5 separate regions of the Mus musculus genome follow, and all the other regions are linked to region 3. A link is a contact called in public promoter capture Hi-C data. All regions are on one chromosome and are shown on one strand. Each heading gives the region's core, a stretch centred on a gene start, on an enhancer-like site or on the middle of the called end of the contact. The rest is flanking DNA. Distances are from core to core; before and after follow the strand shown.

Region 1 (2,700 bases), core at 108-2,607, 2.4 Mb before region 3:
CATGTACGCTCATGTCCACACACAGGAAAAAACTCCCCTTACAATTCACATAGTGTATAGTACTCAAAACTATCCTTTAGGTGTTGGAGTAGCAGCGGTAGAGTGCTTGCTTAGCACATAGAGAGCCCTACATGAACGTTAGGCCCCAGCCTTAGTACAGTTAACAGATAAAGAAATCATTCACTCAGACTGATGGGGCTCCGTATGTCTGTGCTGTGTCAGCATTACCCTCCTCTTACTCCCGAATGTCTCCATCATCACAAAGAGAAATCCTACAAACTGGGCATGCTGGCACACAACTGCAATCCCACCTATTGGGAGGCTACAGAGGGGGATATTTTGAGTTCAAGGCCAGCCTACTTGATACAGTGAGACTTCTCAAAAGCAAGGGTATTTCTATAACCATTTTTTTTTTTTTTTTTTTTCTGAGACAGGGTTTCTCTGTATAGATAGCCCTGGCTGTCCTGGAACTCACTTTGTAGACCAGACTGGCTGAGAACTCAGAAATCCGCCTGCCTCTGCCTCCCAAGTGCTGGGATTAAAGGCATGCGCCACCACCACCTGGCATTTATTTATTTATTTAAAAATTAAGAAAAAAAAAAAAAGCCCCCACACACAAAAAAACAAGTTCTTTCTCTCTCCCAGCATCTAAAAATAAAATAAGATCCATTGTCTCTATGGATTTACAGGTTCTGTATATTTCATAAAAGCACACCGTATGTGCCTTTGGTGACTGGTGTCTTTCGCAGTCATGCTTTCAGGGTCCTTCTGTGGCCATACTATGCACCAGTACTGCCTCATTTTTTATAGCTGAATAATATTCCACTGTGTGGCTATGTCACATTTTGTTTACGCATTTATTGCTTGATGGACGGTTAGCCTGCTCCCCTTTCTTGGCTGTTACGGATAATGTTGCTACAGACATTCACGTACAAATATTTTGAACGAGTATGTTTTCACAGTTCTCTTGTGCGTACACTTAAGTCTGCCTGGAACTGCTGGGTTACACGCAAGAATCATTCTTTCAACAATAATTAGTGACTGATAATCTTTGCAGTCTTCCTGGATCTCAATTTAACATAATACCAGTAACTTAGGTTTGTAAGGAATTAAATGAAATTGTGCATCTACAACCAGTCTAGCACAGAATCTAGCTGAGCCTCACCCTGGTCCCTCCCTAGGGACCTTCGTGTGGTTCCTGGAGTGGGACAAACGTCCGTGCTGGCCACACTCCTTGTCTCTGGGGCCCACGGTCCACTGCAGAAGTCGCCGGAGGTCCCGGCCATAAACCCCAAGAGATCTGGGCTCACCTGCTACTGCTCCCGCCACTCTTTGAATTGTCCGCAAGACCCGGAAGTAGATCTATCCCGGTAGCGGAAGCAGACTTCCCAGCCTGGAAGTGAACGTGAAGCAAATATGGCGGCGGCGGCGCTTACGCTGAGGACGCGGGCAGCAGGTAGCTCAGCACTGTGGCTATTGCGAGGCGAGACAGCAGGGAGGCTGGGAGATGGAAACTGGAGCCCATGGTGAACCTAGATACGGGGAAGAAGTGAGGGGCTCCGGACCTTTGGAGGGCGACTGTCTCCGGTCACGTGACACGTTGTGGGCGGTGCTTGCGGAGGGTGGGAGTGCAGAATGAAAGCCCGTTGGATAGTTACTCCAGAAGCTCTGTCCCCTCTGGGTTTATGTGGATCCCTCCGGATTTGAAGAAGACTAAGTTCAAAACATTTAATTGATATTCAAGACTTAGCTTTTTTCCTTTCCTCGCTTTTGAGGTAGGTTCCCACTGTGTAGTTTGCCGTCTTAGAGCTGGTATTTCAGATGTCTATGACCATGACCAACGCTTAGGTCTGGTGAGACACTGCTCAGAGTACCAGCATAAACATGGTTTCTAACGCCTTGTGAGTTCAGCCAGTAAACACGTGAGTAACTTAGTTGTAATCTCGAATAGTATTGTGAAGAGTCTTAGATTAGGGGACCAAGGAAGTCTCTTGAAGGGATAGCAATTTAGACCTAAAAGAGACAGACCCAACCAAACCTGTGTAGACAGAAGGCAAGAAAATGACTTGACTCGGTTTTACAGTTTTGAGGAGCCAATTAAGAGGAGGCAGACTGGGTGCAAATAAATAAATGAAAATGAAACCAAGTGGGACCAGGAATAGTAGTGCCTATAATCCCTGCACTTAGGAGCCTGGGGCAGGAAGATTTCATCAGATCCAAGGCCAGCCTGGGTCACAGACTCAAAAGCTATAAATAAATAAAATAACATAAAATAAAATAAAATAAAATAACCTACACAGAAAACCATCTGCAAGACTTGCTATAGGATAGATCATTTGGCCCAGATATTAGTGGTGTTGGTAGAGAAGCTGGAGGGTAGTGGGTGAATATGACATCTGTCTGTTCTGAAGATATAGATTCCACAAGTCTTACTGCTCTGTAAAATGAGGGAAGAGAGTCATCTGTAAAGTCTTGTTTTTCACAAGAGCAGAGACATATGAGTGAAACAATGTAGGCAAAAGCAAAACACCAATCACCAGTAAGTGAGTGGGTGAAGCCAGGAAGTGCATGCCTGTAACCTCGGTTATATGTGAAGTAAAGGCCTGAGGATTGCAAGTTCAAGGTCTTCATGGGCTACAGGAGAGGGGGGAGGGGATTCCATTCCATTGCTGGACATTGAAGATGTCTCCTAAGTTCTTT
Region 2 (2,700 bases), core at 174-2,673, 2.2 Mb after region 3:
CCCAGTAGGCCTTGCTGTGGGGAGCCCCGACAGAAACTGTGACAGGGTCCCTGGTACCTTACACTTCACTGCTAATACTTACAAATGATTGCTCTCCCGGGCTAAGCATATAAACTCTAGTAGTGAGTGGATCTAACCATTGTGCCTGGGACGCAACTCTGTATTTATTGAATTAATTACCTTACTGGTCAGGCTTATAACACAGTCTTACTCACTAGTCACAACGACCCTACCCGATGCGTATGACTGTCCCCATTTTACAAAGGAAGAAAACAGTCTCGGGGCGATTAAGTGTCTAAGGCCAGAGACCCGGAATTGTCAGAGATGGGTTTAAACCCAACCCACACCGTCTCAGACTTCACTCCAGGCCACCCCGGGAATCCTTAAGTCGCTGCCTGAACCAAATAAAAAATAAAAATAAACAAAGGGGGGGGGGGACGACCACCTTCGTGGTGGGTGAGGATCCCCGCTGGCCTTGCCCAGAGGGTTTCCGGAGATCCTTTCCCTGGAGTTTTGTGGCGGGCGGAGGGCGAGCTTTTCTGGAAACTCCCCTGCAGGGGGTTGTGCATTGGTGCTCACCGGCGTCGGGAGTCCCGCGGAAAGGGACTACCGGCGCCTCCGAGGAGCTGTTCCGGACGGGGTTGCCCCGCCGCCGCTAGGCCTCACCGAGGCCGCACCGGCTCTAGCTCCCGCCTCGCAGCCGAGGCCGAACCCCAGCACCCCGCGGGAGCTCGGGGTCCCGCCAAGCAGAAACACCACCGCTCGCCACCCTTCCCCGACCGGGTTGGGCCCACTGGGAAACACTCACCCGCGGGCCGAGCAGGCGCCCGCAGCTCCGGCTTCGCTTCCCTTTGTCCCGCGCTCGCCCCGCCCCTCGCGCCGGAGCTTCCGCGCTCGCACTTTCCACACGCTCCCGGGAATTGTCTGCCGGCCGCGGCCGGCTCCCGGCAGACGAACAGCCCTTCCAGTGAGCACGCGGCGAGGCTTAGGGCGCCAAGGATTTTTAAAAAAAATTTCGTCAGGCTCCTGGGTTTCCTCAGAAGTCTTCCAATTTGGATCCCGTCCCAGTCGGGCGCCGATTCGTCACGGCGAGGAGGGCGGAGAAGGCTGGGCCGCGTTGCGGGCCCTGGTTCGCGGCCCGGCGGCAGGAACTGCGCAGACTGCGCGCCCGGGGCTTCACTGAGGCGGTGGGCGCCGCCGCGTGAGGCGGGCGCCGGAGGGGAAAGGCTCGCCGGAGCCTCTCCCGGGAGAGGGTGGGACGCAGTTCCCACACACCATGCACTCTGGCTTTTCCCTTCGCTCTGGTCTTCAGTCCTCCGCTGATGGACGTATGAATGGAGAAGATGGAGAATGTAGGCGGGGAGGACCCGGGTCGCTGCGTTTAGGTCCTTGCTGGCGCCCAGCGGGGCTCCCCTGCCTCCGCCTAAGCGAAAAGCAACACGGGAGTTTTGTAGTTTTCCCAGATGTTTCTAGAGGTCGAGTGATGGCGGCGGGTTTCTGCGCCTAGGGTCCTCAGATGTCAGCTCACTCCTTCCAGCTGGCATACCTGTGACAATTCACATCCCTTCCCAGGAGGGCCAGTTCAGCTCAGCCTCGCTTGTCTTTAAACAGTTCAGTGTTTCTTTGTGATGCCCTCCTGGAACTTTCCCAAGCCGGTCCTGTATCTGATACCCTCTATATGGGATTGGGCCATCTGCTATCTTGGAAAGTCTTGAAAACAAAGTTTTAGGCATCTGGACCGGACAATTTCATAATTACCAATGATTTCTAAGGGCTAGACATGTAATTGTTCAGTGAGTGTGCGTGGAGCCACCTTTCTGGACCATTCCAGGGCTATTTTTTTTTTAAACTAATTAACGAATACTTTGGCGGATTATACAAAGTAGAGAACACTTGGCTAGTGTGGGTCACGTCACGGTGGAGGAAAAATGAACAGAGCATCTGTGGTTATCTAAGGTCAATGTTAGCATCTAGAGAAACTGGCTGAATGCTGGGACTACCTGTTGGCCCTTATCCTGGTTGTGACAACAGGAAGTGAGGTATCTTTAGAAGTGATAAGTGATAATACTGTCCAGTTCTTCCATCGCCCAATATTTTCATACTCTGGTGAAATTATCGAAATGAACCGGTATTGTAAGGAAAGACTAAAGGAGAGGTTTGTTTTGTTTTGTTTTCAGATGAATGCATAGCATAAGGGAATGATCTGAAAATGTTTTTTTTTTAACACAAAGAGCATAGAGAAGGTGAATGTAGGATCCACACAATTACAGCAGGGATCCAGTGGCTTCTTCCTCTGCCCAGTAATTCCAGCCTTGTTACTTCCCGGTCTTAGCAAGGACTATGGAATGGTGGAAAAGGGGGTACAGGCACAGTGCTCCGGAGCATGTGTGCACGCGCATGCATGCTGCAAGGTGCCATTCCCAGCTGGGCAGTTAGTTCTCTGAAACTCAGCGGTGTCTGCATGCTGTGGTGGGAAAGGGCTGGCACAAAATTGGCTTAAAAAAGGGGAATTGATTGAGTTCTAAGTGGACAGCGGCATGGCATTCTTTCTTGTTCTTTTTACTTCTGTGAGGCGCTAGGGATTGAATCCAGGGTCCCGAACAGGTCCTGCAGCACTTTTCTTTCCTTTCCTTTTTTCTTTTTTTTTTGGTTTTCCGAGACAGGGTTTCTTTGTGTAGCCCTGGCTGTCCTGGAACTCAT
Region 3 (2,700 bases), core at 54-2,553:
AAGAACATGGTATGAGGAATTGCACACTTGCAGAATGTAGCTGTAAATAAGGTTGGTTAATGCTATTTGGATTTTACTCTGGCTGTAGTAGGTTGTTGAGGAAGTTTCTACCAGGGAGTAATTAGATTTATCATTTATAACAATCAATGGTGTAACAGCAGTATGGGAAGGCCAGACTGGGAACTGGGCGGAGAATTTTGAAGTTTGCTAAGAGGTGAGGTAGTGACCTCCAAGGCAGCTGAGGATGTATGAAAAAAATCGTCTTCAAGAAGTAAAAACCGCTGGGTGGTGGTGGCGCACGCCTTTAATCCCAGCACTTGTGAGGCATTGGCAGGTGGATTACTGATTTCCAGGACAGCCTGGTCTACAGAGTGAGTTCCAGGACAGCCAGGGCTACACAGAGAAACCCTGTCCCGAAAAAAACAAAACAAAACAAAACAAAAAAAAAAGTAAAAAAACCAACCGGAAAGTAATACTGATTAGTAAGTGGAGTAAGTAAGGAGAGAAAGTTTCAAAGTCAGTACAGCTCAGCAACCTGGACGTCACTGTTCCCGCCTTCTATCACCCCTTTCTCTCCTGTCCACTCACATCTTTTCTGACAGGTCTTCATCTCCAGGGAAGGTCAGGTTCCGCTTGGTGATAAGGGCTTCAGTAATGTGGACACCTTCCTCGGTTCTCTGGGCAGCTTTCTTAGCTGGGGAAAGATGAGCCTTTTGTCGCCTTGGGTTCATTTTTTTTTTTTTTTTTTTTTTTTTTTGGAAACCCGACCGACCTCACTGTTGCCCAACTGTTCTGTCAACTCACCTTCCTGCTCGTCTCCTGGCATGATCTAAAATAAACAGCGGCTGCTTGAGGCAGGTAGATGGACGAAGGCGAGCAGAGAAGCTTAGACGGTTGGGCTGGTTGAACCCAGGTTGGAGGGAAGACTGAGGAGACAAGGGCAGGGGGTTCTGAGAATTATTGGGGGTGCGGTGGAAAATAGGAGTAAATGGGAACGAAGGATCTGGAGTTAGAGGTGTGTAGCGTGGCTTTACTGGCCTTAAACTGAAAGGACCAGAAGGAATAGAAAGAACCGTTCCTTGAGGTCTCGCGTCGTTGCTAGGAGACTGGACGCCAGGTCTGACGGAACGGGGGGAGGGGGGGAAGAGGAGAAAGAGGCCCAGCTCCACGCATGCGCATAGCGGCCCTATCAGGCGCCACGCCCACTATTTCCGGGCCCGGGTTTTTGTTTTTTTTTTTTTTTTTTTTTTTTTTTTACTGCTGCCCCACAATCCTTAGCTACTTCCGTCTCCGCGCAGCGCGCATGGGAACTTCCTGTAGCGATGGCTGCGGCGGTGGCCGGGATCCTCCGTGGAGGTCTCCCGCCCCGGGCGGGTAAGGAGTGGCCCAGGGCCTCCCTGCACGCAGGATGGCGCTCTCTAGCCCTCGCCACCCTCCTTTCCTTCTGACCTTTCCCGTAATCTCTGACCGTCGACAGCTCTAGGAGACCCTGCCACTAGCCGGATCTCTGATTTGACTGGGTCATTACCTGCCGGTGACATCCCTTCCACAGCCCCTCCCCCCAAGCCGGGAATCACAGGACCTCGCTTTGGATTTTTCTAACCCTTCGCTCAGTTCTTACTCCTGGTCCCGGAGAGTCCTTTCCAGAAAATTTATGTATTCCTTCTTAAGGTCTTAGCCCAAACACAGATTCAAGTCTTCTCTCAACTACCCTCTCTCCATAAAGAGCAGGTTCTTTGGTGAAATTTACTTTTATCAATTCAGTCTAGTTTTGTTTATGCACGTGTCTCGTCTGATCTGTTAAACTTCACTGTGTCCATCTCAGCTGTGGTGTCTGCTGTTAATAGGCATCAGGCATTTAATGGGTAAATTTGACACCATACTGTAGGATTGTACTCATTGCTTCAAAGCAAAGGCACCTTGGGAGGAAGGCATTATTTTTATTTTTTAAAGAAGTATTTACTTTCTGTAAGTGAGTACACTGTTGCTGTCTTCAGACACATCAGAAGAGGGCATCAAATCTCATTACAGATGGTTGTGAGCCACCATGCGGTTGCTGGGAATTGAACTCGGGACCTCTGGAAGAGCAGTCAGTGCTCTTAACCGCTGAGCCATCTCTCCAGCCCCATCTCATCCCAAAGGCACTCGTAACAGCTCTTGTGGCCCTTAACCATAAAACCTCTCACCCTGGCAATCCTCTATATTACCTGGAGTCTTCTAGCTGATCTTTTCCCTACAAAACGACGCTATTGGTCTTTATGTTAGGGTTGAAAGAGTCACGTTGGCTCAGAGCTTTGAAGAATGTCCTTGGGTGCAGAGGGGACCTTCCAAGCTTTTCCTATTATCATCATTTTGTGCTATTGGGCACAAAAAGGTCAGAAGGCAGCTTGCGTGCCTCTTTTTCTTTTCTCCATCATAGGGGGATTCCAAGGGTTGTGTTTAGGTTGTCAGAGTTGGTGGGAAGTGCATTTATTGCACTGGATTAGTCGTCTCGCAGGCCTTAGTTTTGCAGTTTGAGTCAGGGTCTCATTAGTGAGGCTGATCTTGAACTCGGATTTCAGGTATTCACCATCTGACCTGAAGAAAGACTCCTTTGGGCGAATTGTGAGGTTGTTGTGTTTTTACCCCCTACTTGCTTCAAGTCATAGGAGCCTCAGAGCCGTGGGATGAAGCCATCATTAGCACGGGAAGAGTTTATTA
Region 4 (2,700 bases), core at 21-2,520, 2.7 Mb before region 3:
TAAAGACTGAGTTTCAATGCCATTCCCATCAGCCTCAGATGGAGCACTATGTTGGATCCGAGAATTAAATTTTAAACTGTGGAAACAAATCCAAGTGTAGGCTCAAGCCGCGTTCCAATTTGCCACCGGGGTCAATTTAAGTGTTTAGTCAGTTGATATTCATCACTCCTGGTGTGCAGTGTGTACTGTGTGAATTACTGTATCATAATAAACAGACGTTGCTTTTTCTTAAGCAGTAACAAGACAAATGCATGCTGTGTGCCCTGGGCAACCCCGAAGAATGGAAATAAAGACGCTATACCTAAAAGTACCCCTTCCTGTTTCATCTTGGCTTTGTTCAGGCCCTCCTCTCTGCCTCCCCAGGGTGTTTTCCTTAATCTTTTCACCCCATCTGCAAAGTTCTCACCAGTGCCACATCAGGGATCTCTCCAAGGCACCTGAGCTCAGCAAAACAATATTTTCTGCTTGTCCCATTGGGTAGTAGAACAGTGCCAACCAAGGCTCTGAGCCTCATTAACTAGATTAGGCATGGAGTACTGCACACGGCTGTTTATGAACACACCATAGCTCTACCCTCAGTGCCTGGAATCAGGACTAGGATGACAAAGAGCTCCCCCCGCCCGCCCGCCCCCGCCCCGCCCCGCCCTCCGTCTTTCCTTAGATGACTTTCAGAATAATTAATTATAATTTATAAGCTATAACGAGTTGCATTTTATAAACTAGAATCAATGTTAATCTTCATGAAAGCCAAGTTGGAAGAATTTCTGTCTAAAACCGATAAAGGGTAAAATAAAAACAGTAACAGCTGAAATAAATATTCTAGCTGAATGGTCCCAAGCACTGACAAAAATAAGAAAGAACAGTGTCATCTATCTCTGCAAATAATGGGCATATTATAGTAGGATCCTTTTCAGCCCATTTCCCGTCCTGCTGGGTAAAAATTGGCTCAGATGGAAAAAAAAAAAAAAAAAAAAGAGCTAACTAATCTTGGGGGAGTGGGGGTGGAAACCCACCAATTATTTTTAATGCCTGCTAAACAGCCTGCTCCTGAGGATAAGGCTTTTCTGGCTCTCAAACGACAATGTCGGATCCCTCCGCCTCGCAACTATTCCTGTGTCTGTCCTCCTCGCTGGAAGCTGCCGGGTGGGAGCTCTAAAAATAGCCCATGAATCACAGCAGATAATCCAGTGCGGTGGTTACATAAACAGCCGGCCGGGGCGGCGGGGCCGCGGGTGGGAACGAAAAGTATCTAGGTCAATGTTGTCACACCGAATAGGGTCCCCCGGAGCCGGCCTTCGGAGGCGCGGTGGGGGAGGAGGCCTGGGCCTGCGGGGCCGCGAGCAGCCAGGGAGCTGTCGGTGGGCGGGCGGGCGCACGAGGCCCTGGGCCGGGCGCGGGCGGAGGCGCGAGCGGGGCGGGCGAGCCCGGCGCTCCCTCCCCATGGCCGGGAGCCGGCCGCGGAGGCGGCGGCGGCGCTGACAGGCTCGGGGCGGGGCGGCCCGGGGCCCGGGGCCCTGGGGAAGATGAGCGCCCTCCTAGAGCAGAAGGAGCAGCAGGAGAGGCTGCGGGAGGCGGCGGCCTTGGGGGACATTCGGGAGGTGCAGAAACTGGTGGAGAGCGGGGTGGATGTGAACTCGCAAAATGAGGTCAACGGCTGGTAAGTGGCGAGCGGGGGAGGCCCAGGGTTCAGGGCTGCGAGCTCGGGGCGTGGAGCAGTCAGCCGTGACCCAGGACGCAGGCGAAGGTGACGCCTGGTGCCCCAGGCCTCTCAGGTCGTGGCCCTTTCGAGACTGGCCCCGATCTCCCATTGCCTGGTGCAGTCAGGAGCGCATCCTCCCCAAACCATACCTTCTTCTGTGGTTGACCGCGGCCAGCGCCCTCCGGGACACTGGAGCCCACCCACGCCACCCCCCCCCCGCGCGCCCCCTGGCTCTAACTTGGCCCAAATGGTGATGCATAGAGGCTTTGATTCTCGGCGACTCTGCTCTGGATTTCATCAAGCTTGAATTAGTTTGCCATGGGCGCTTCTGAAGAACACTTCGTGCAGAGATGAAAGCATAAGCAACGAAGCAAATGCCAATCTTAAAAAACCAGCACGGTTTCTTTAGCCAAGACCAGGAGAAAAGGAACAACTACAAAACCCTCGCCACTTGCATAATAATTCTGCCTCAGTTGTTTTAATGCCACAGTGATTGGCTGTTGCCTACAGCTGCCTGTTGAGGGGAGACTCATTTGTCTGCCCTGTAGAGTGTTTTGTTTGCTTAGTACAATTTCCAATTAGAGAAATTTACCCAAGGCTTTACAAGTCGGCTAGCAGATCTGCCTCCTTCCCAATACAGAGTCTGTCTCATTTTAAGATATGAACAAATCTTTAGTTTCTTTCTTTTTTTTTTTTTTTTGGTTTTCGAGACAGGGTTTCTCTGTATAGCCCTGGCTGTCCTGGAACTCACTTTGTAGACCAGGCTGGCCTCGAACTTAGAAATTCGCCTGCCTCTGCCTCCCAAGTGCTGGGATTAAAGGCGTGAGCCACCACGCCCGGCTAAATCTTTAGTTTCGAGTTACTGAATGTGGTATTTCTTTCTACCCTTTTTTGACATTTTACAATTAATTTTTTTTAATTCAGGTAATGCTTATCTAGCCTCTTTTGCCAGTTTAAAGTTAAATTTGAATTTTAAACCCCCCAGTAAATCGAGCCATACA
Region 5 (2,776 bases), core at 183-2,682, 2.8 Mb before region 3:
TGGTACAGATGGGCTACACAGACGGTGAGTTGTGCTTTAACCTCTAGACAGGCATAGAAATGCCCGCCCTGCAGTGTTTAAGGGCAAGGCAGCACGGGGACCGGTTTTTTTCCAGGAAGCATGGCCCGAATGCCCAGGACAGGGAAGGGGAAGGCAGGGCCCTGGGCGTTTCATTCACTGCTGCGCTTTCTCCCCCCCCCCAACCCCCCCCCCCCTTCTCTCCGAGGCTCCCCCTCGACTTTCTCTCGCCTTTACCCAGTCCGAGTTTGACGTCGGTCTCCTGGAGACCAGACAGCCAATCGTCTGGCCGCTAAGGTCCAGTGCGACCAATCAGGCATCGTTGCTACCTGTGAGTAATTATTTTTAGCCAAGAGGAACGCCCCGTTCCACTCCGGACGATAACTCGGATTTCTGGGCTGCAGGTTGTGGAAACGGCGCCTATCCGCGCCCCTAGAGTCCCTGGCGTCCCTATTCCCTGGACACCTGTGCACAGTTCATAAACTCTCGCAGGTTCCTCAGCGAGGCCTCGTGTTTATTTTGTGGGCCTGGGTGAAAGTTCTCAAAATGCACGCGTGGGCACGCACACAGAGTCACACAGGCAGTTTGGCAGCGTGTCGCTCTCTGCGACGTTTGATATAAGACAATTTTTTTTTCTTACGGTCTCAAGCAACCCTCATGTCCGAGCTGCTGCCAGGTGACCCGGGGAGATTTGGCCAGGGGGAGCTGCAGAGGCAGTTAAACTGTCACCTGTGCGGGAGGTGCAGCGACGTGGCCTCCCTTCCCCACCCCCAGGTTCTGCAGTTGTCACTCTCGGGGTGGCAGTTGGCCTAGGCCCTGCGGGGATTAATACTCAATGAATCGGGAGCACGAGTCCCGGTTACCCCGGGATGGGCTGAGACCCACAGGCTAGCTCGCCCAGGAGTGGGGTTTTCCTCGGCCACAGTCGCACTCGCTCGGAAGCAGCCTTTTCCGTGTACTCTGCCCTCCCTCCCCCAGCCTCGGCTGCCCCTCCCGGCCGGTCCCCGCCGCGTCGCCACCTGCTCCCCCTCCTCCCCCCCCACCCCCCACCCCCCACCCCCAGGCCCCCGGGCCCTGCCACCCCATCCCTACCATCCCATCCCTACCCTTGTCCAATCCCCTTCCAAGGCCTCCCTTAACCCCTCCCCCAACCTCTCGGGACTCTCAGCTCATTGGTCACAGCGGCGTTCAGGAGGCGTGACCATCTATCAGCGGCCGTCTGGACGTGGGCAGGCGGGACTTGGCCAATGGCGTCGGGGGGCAGGGCAGGGGCGGAGTCGGCGCGGCCGGGGGGTGCCGGGTGGGGAGGGCGGGACTGTGACGCGAGCGGCGCGCACCCCCGCGGAGGCTGGGGGCGGGGAGGAGGCTATAAAACGAGAGGCGGGGCGCGCGCCGCGGCAGAAGGAGCGAAGCTCTGGCCCGGCGCGCAGAGGGCGCTGTACGGGGACGCAGGGCCGGGCCGCCGGGCTGTGTAGAGAAGCGAGCGCGCTCGTGTAAGCTTGCCGTCCCCGCCACCCCTGAGCCAGAGCAGCGAGCTCCCGGACCCGCCCGAGGCGTCCGTCGCGTGTCCGGCGGTGGCGACGTCTTGCACCCCGTCGCCTCGCCGCTCCCGACCCACCCGCGCCCCCGCCCGCTGCCCCTTCTCCCCCGCCCAGCCGCGGCTCGGCGGCGGCCGCAGCTCCGGAGCAGCTTGTAAGTACGGCGGGGCGGCGGCTAGGGGCCGAGGGAGTGGCTGCAGCGTCCTGCGAGCCCGGGTGTGGAGGGGCGGCCTCGGGGACCCAAGGGAATGGAGTGGCTCCGGGGACCTGGTCCGGAGGCTTGACGGCCGACGGGCAACCGGGAGGAGGGAGCACCCGGGGTGGGGGCAGCGGCGCCCAGGCAGGGGGAGGGGGCGCCGGGATACAGGGATCGGGCCCGGACCGGTGCTCCGGGATGCTGGCTAGGTCCCAGGAGCCTCGAGCGGGGAGCAGAGTGGGGGACGGCAGGGTCAGGTTACGGCGGGGGAGGGGAAGACTGGGCGGCCCGCGCCGCGACCTGCCGGTGCCCGGGCCGCGTCCCTGAGGCAGCTAAAGAGCCTGCTCTCCTTTTCCCCGGGCCGAGCTCCTCCTCCCGGAGCAAGTCTAGTAGTCTTCCTCCTCTTCCTCCTCCTCCTCCTCCTCCTCCTCCTCCTCCTCCTCCTCCTCCTCCTCCTCCACCTCCACCTCCTCTGGCTGTTGCTGCTGCTGTAGCGCTCGGGCTCCCAGCGCTGTGAGCAGAAATCTAATGAGACCCAACTGGCTGTTTATGTAATTCTTCACAGTCCTGTGTTAAGGCGTTGCTTTAAAAACCACCTTCCACCCAGCCTGTCTGGGCTCGGCTGCACCTTCAAGCAGTCCAGCTGAATCTGCTTTCTCTGCCTGCTCTTGGGTTTCGGCTTGGAAAGTGTAGTTTGGGGGCTACACGAGAGATTCTTTGCCCTTTGTCACCAAGAATATGGAAAATGGAACAGACGGATCCACACCAGTTTGATTATTTTAAATGCCCTTTTTGATCAACCTCGTTGTACAAATAGCTCTCCCTTGGAAATACCTCTCTTTGCCCTTGATCTTTTCTTATCCCCACCCAGTGCTGATCCAGCAAACGTTTAAAGGTCGACCTTTTCGCTCCAGCCTCTCCAGGGACTGCCCGTTTATCCGAAGAGGGAAGGAGATGGCTTTTAAAAATAAGAATAAAACTGAGAAACTCTGCCCTTTAAGCAGAGTAATCAATAGGAGTTTTA

What was found. Promoter capture Hi-C pulls out the DNA fragments that hold promoters and counts their contacts.
Region 1: a contact with region 3 is called in a promoter capture Hi-C map of pre-B cells, with 2.6 times the contacts expected there. The contact joins the promoter of Eme1 here to the promoter of Mrpl10 in region 3. A contact is called at or near these places in 1 of 39 promoter capture datasets (pre-B cells) and 1 of 484 Hi-C or Micro-C datasets (B cells).
Region 2: a promoter capture Hi-C map of pre-B cells shows a contact between it and region 3, with 3 times the contacts expected there. The contact joins the promoter of Smarce1 here to the promoter of Mrpl10 in region 3. A contact is called at or near these places in 2 of 39 promoter capture datasets (liver and pre-B cells).
Region 4: a contact with region 3 is called in a promoter capture Hi-C map of liver, with 4 times the contacts expected there. The contact joins the promoter of Ankrd40 here to the promoter of Mrpl10 in region 3. A contact is called at or near these places in 2 of 39 promoter capture datasets (liver and pre-B cells).
Region 5: a contact with region 3 is called in a promoter capture Hi-C map of liver, with 3 times the contacts expected there. The contact joins the promoter of Tob1 here to the promoter of Mrpl10 in region 3. A contact is called at or near these places in 2 of 39 promoter capture datasets (liver and pre-B cells).

Annotation. Positions count from the first base shown.
Region 1 is chr11:94,652,386-94,655,085 of GRCm38.p6, forward strand. Eme1 (essential meiotic structure-specific endonuclease 1) reads right to left here and starts at 1,358. Exons shown (of 9, transcript NM_177752.5): 1 at 1,311-1,358. Mrpl27 (mitochondrial ribosomal protein L27) reads left to right here and starts at 1,406. Exons shown (of 4, transcript NM_053161.2): 1 at 1,406-1,456. The coding sequence starts at 1,417.
Region 2 is chr11:99,229,594-99,232,293 of GRCm38.p6, forward strand. It overlaps Smarce1 (SWI/SNF related, matrix associated, actin dependent regulator of chromatin, subfamily e, member 1), which reads right to left and starts at 1,424. Exons shown (of 11, transcript NM_020618.4): 1 at 809-1,424.
Region 3 is chr11:97,040,279-97,042,978 of GRCm38.p6, forward strand. Mrpl10 (mitochondrial ribosomal protein L10) reads left to right here and starts at 1,304. Exons shown (of 5, transcript NM_026154.3): 1 at 1,304-1,374. The coding sequence starts at 1,323. Lrrc46 (leucine rich repeat containing 46) reads right to left here and starts at 1,091. Exons shown (of 8, transcript NM_027026.2): 1 at 805-1,091; 2 at 589-694. The coding sequence starts at 826.
Region 4 is chr11:94,326,731-94,329,430 of GRCm38.p6, forward strand. It overlaps Ankrd40 (ankyrin repeat domain 40), which reads left to right and starts at 1,271. Exons shown (of 5, transcript NM_027799.2): 1 at 1,271-1,657. The coding sequence starts at 1,524.
Region 5 is chr11:94,210,022-94,212,797 of GRCm38.p6, forward strand. Tob1 (transducer of ErbB-2.1) reads left to right here and starts at 1,433. Exons shown (of 2, transcript NM_009427.2): 1 at 1,433-1,710.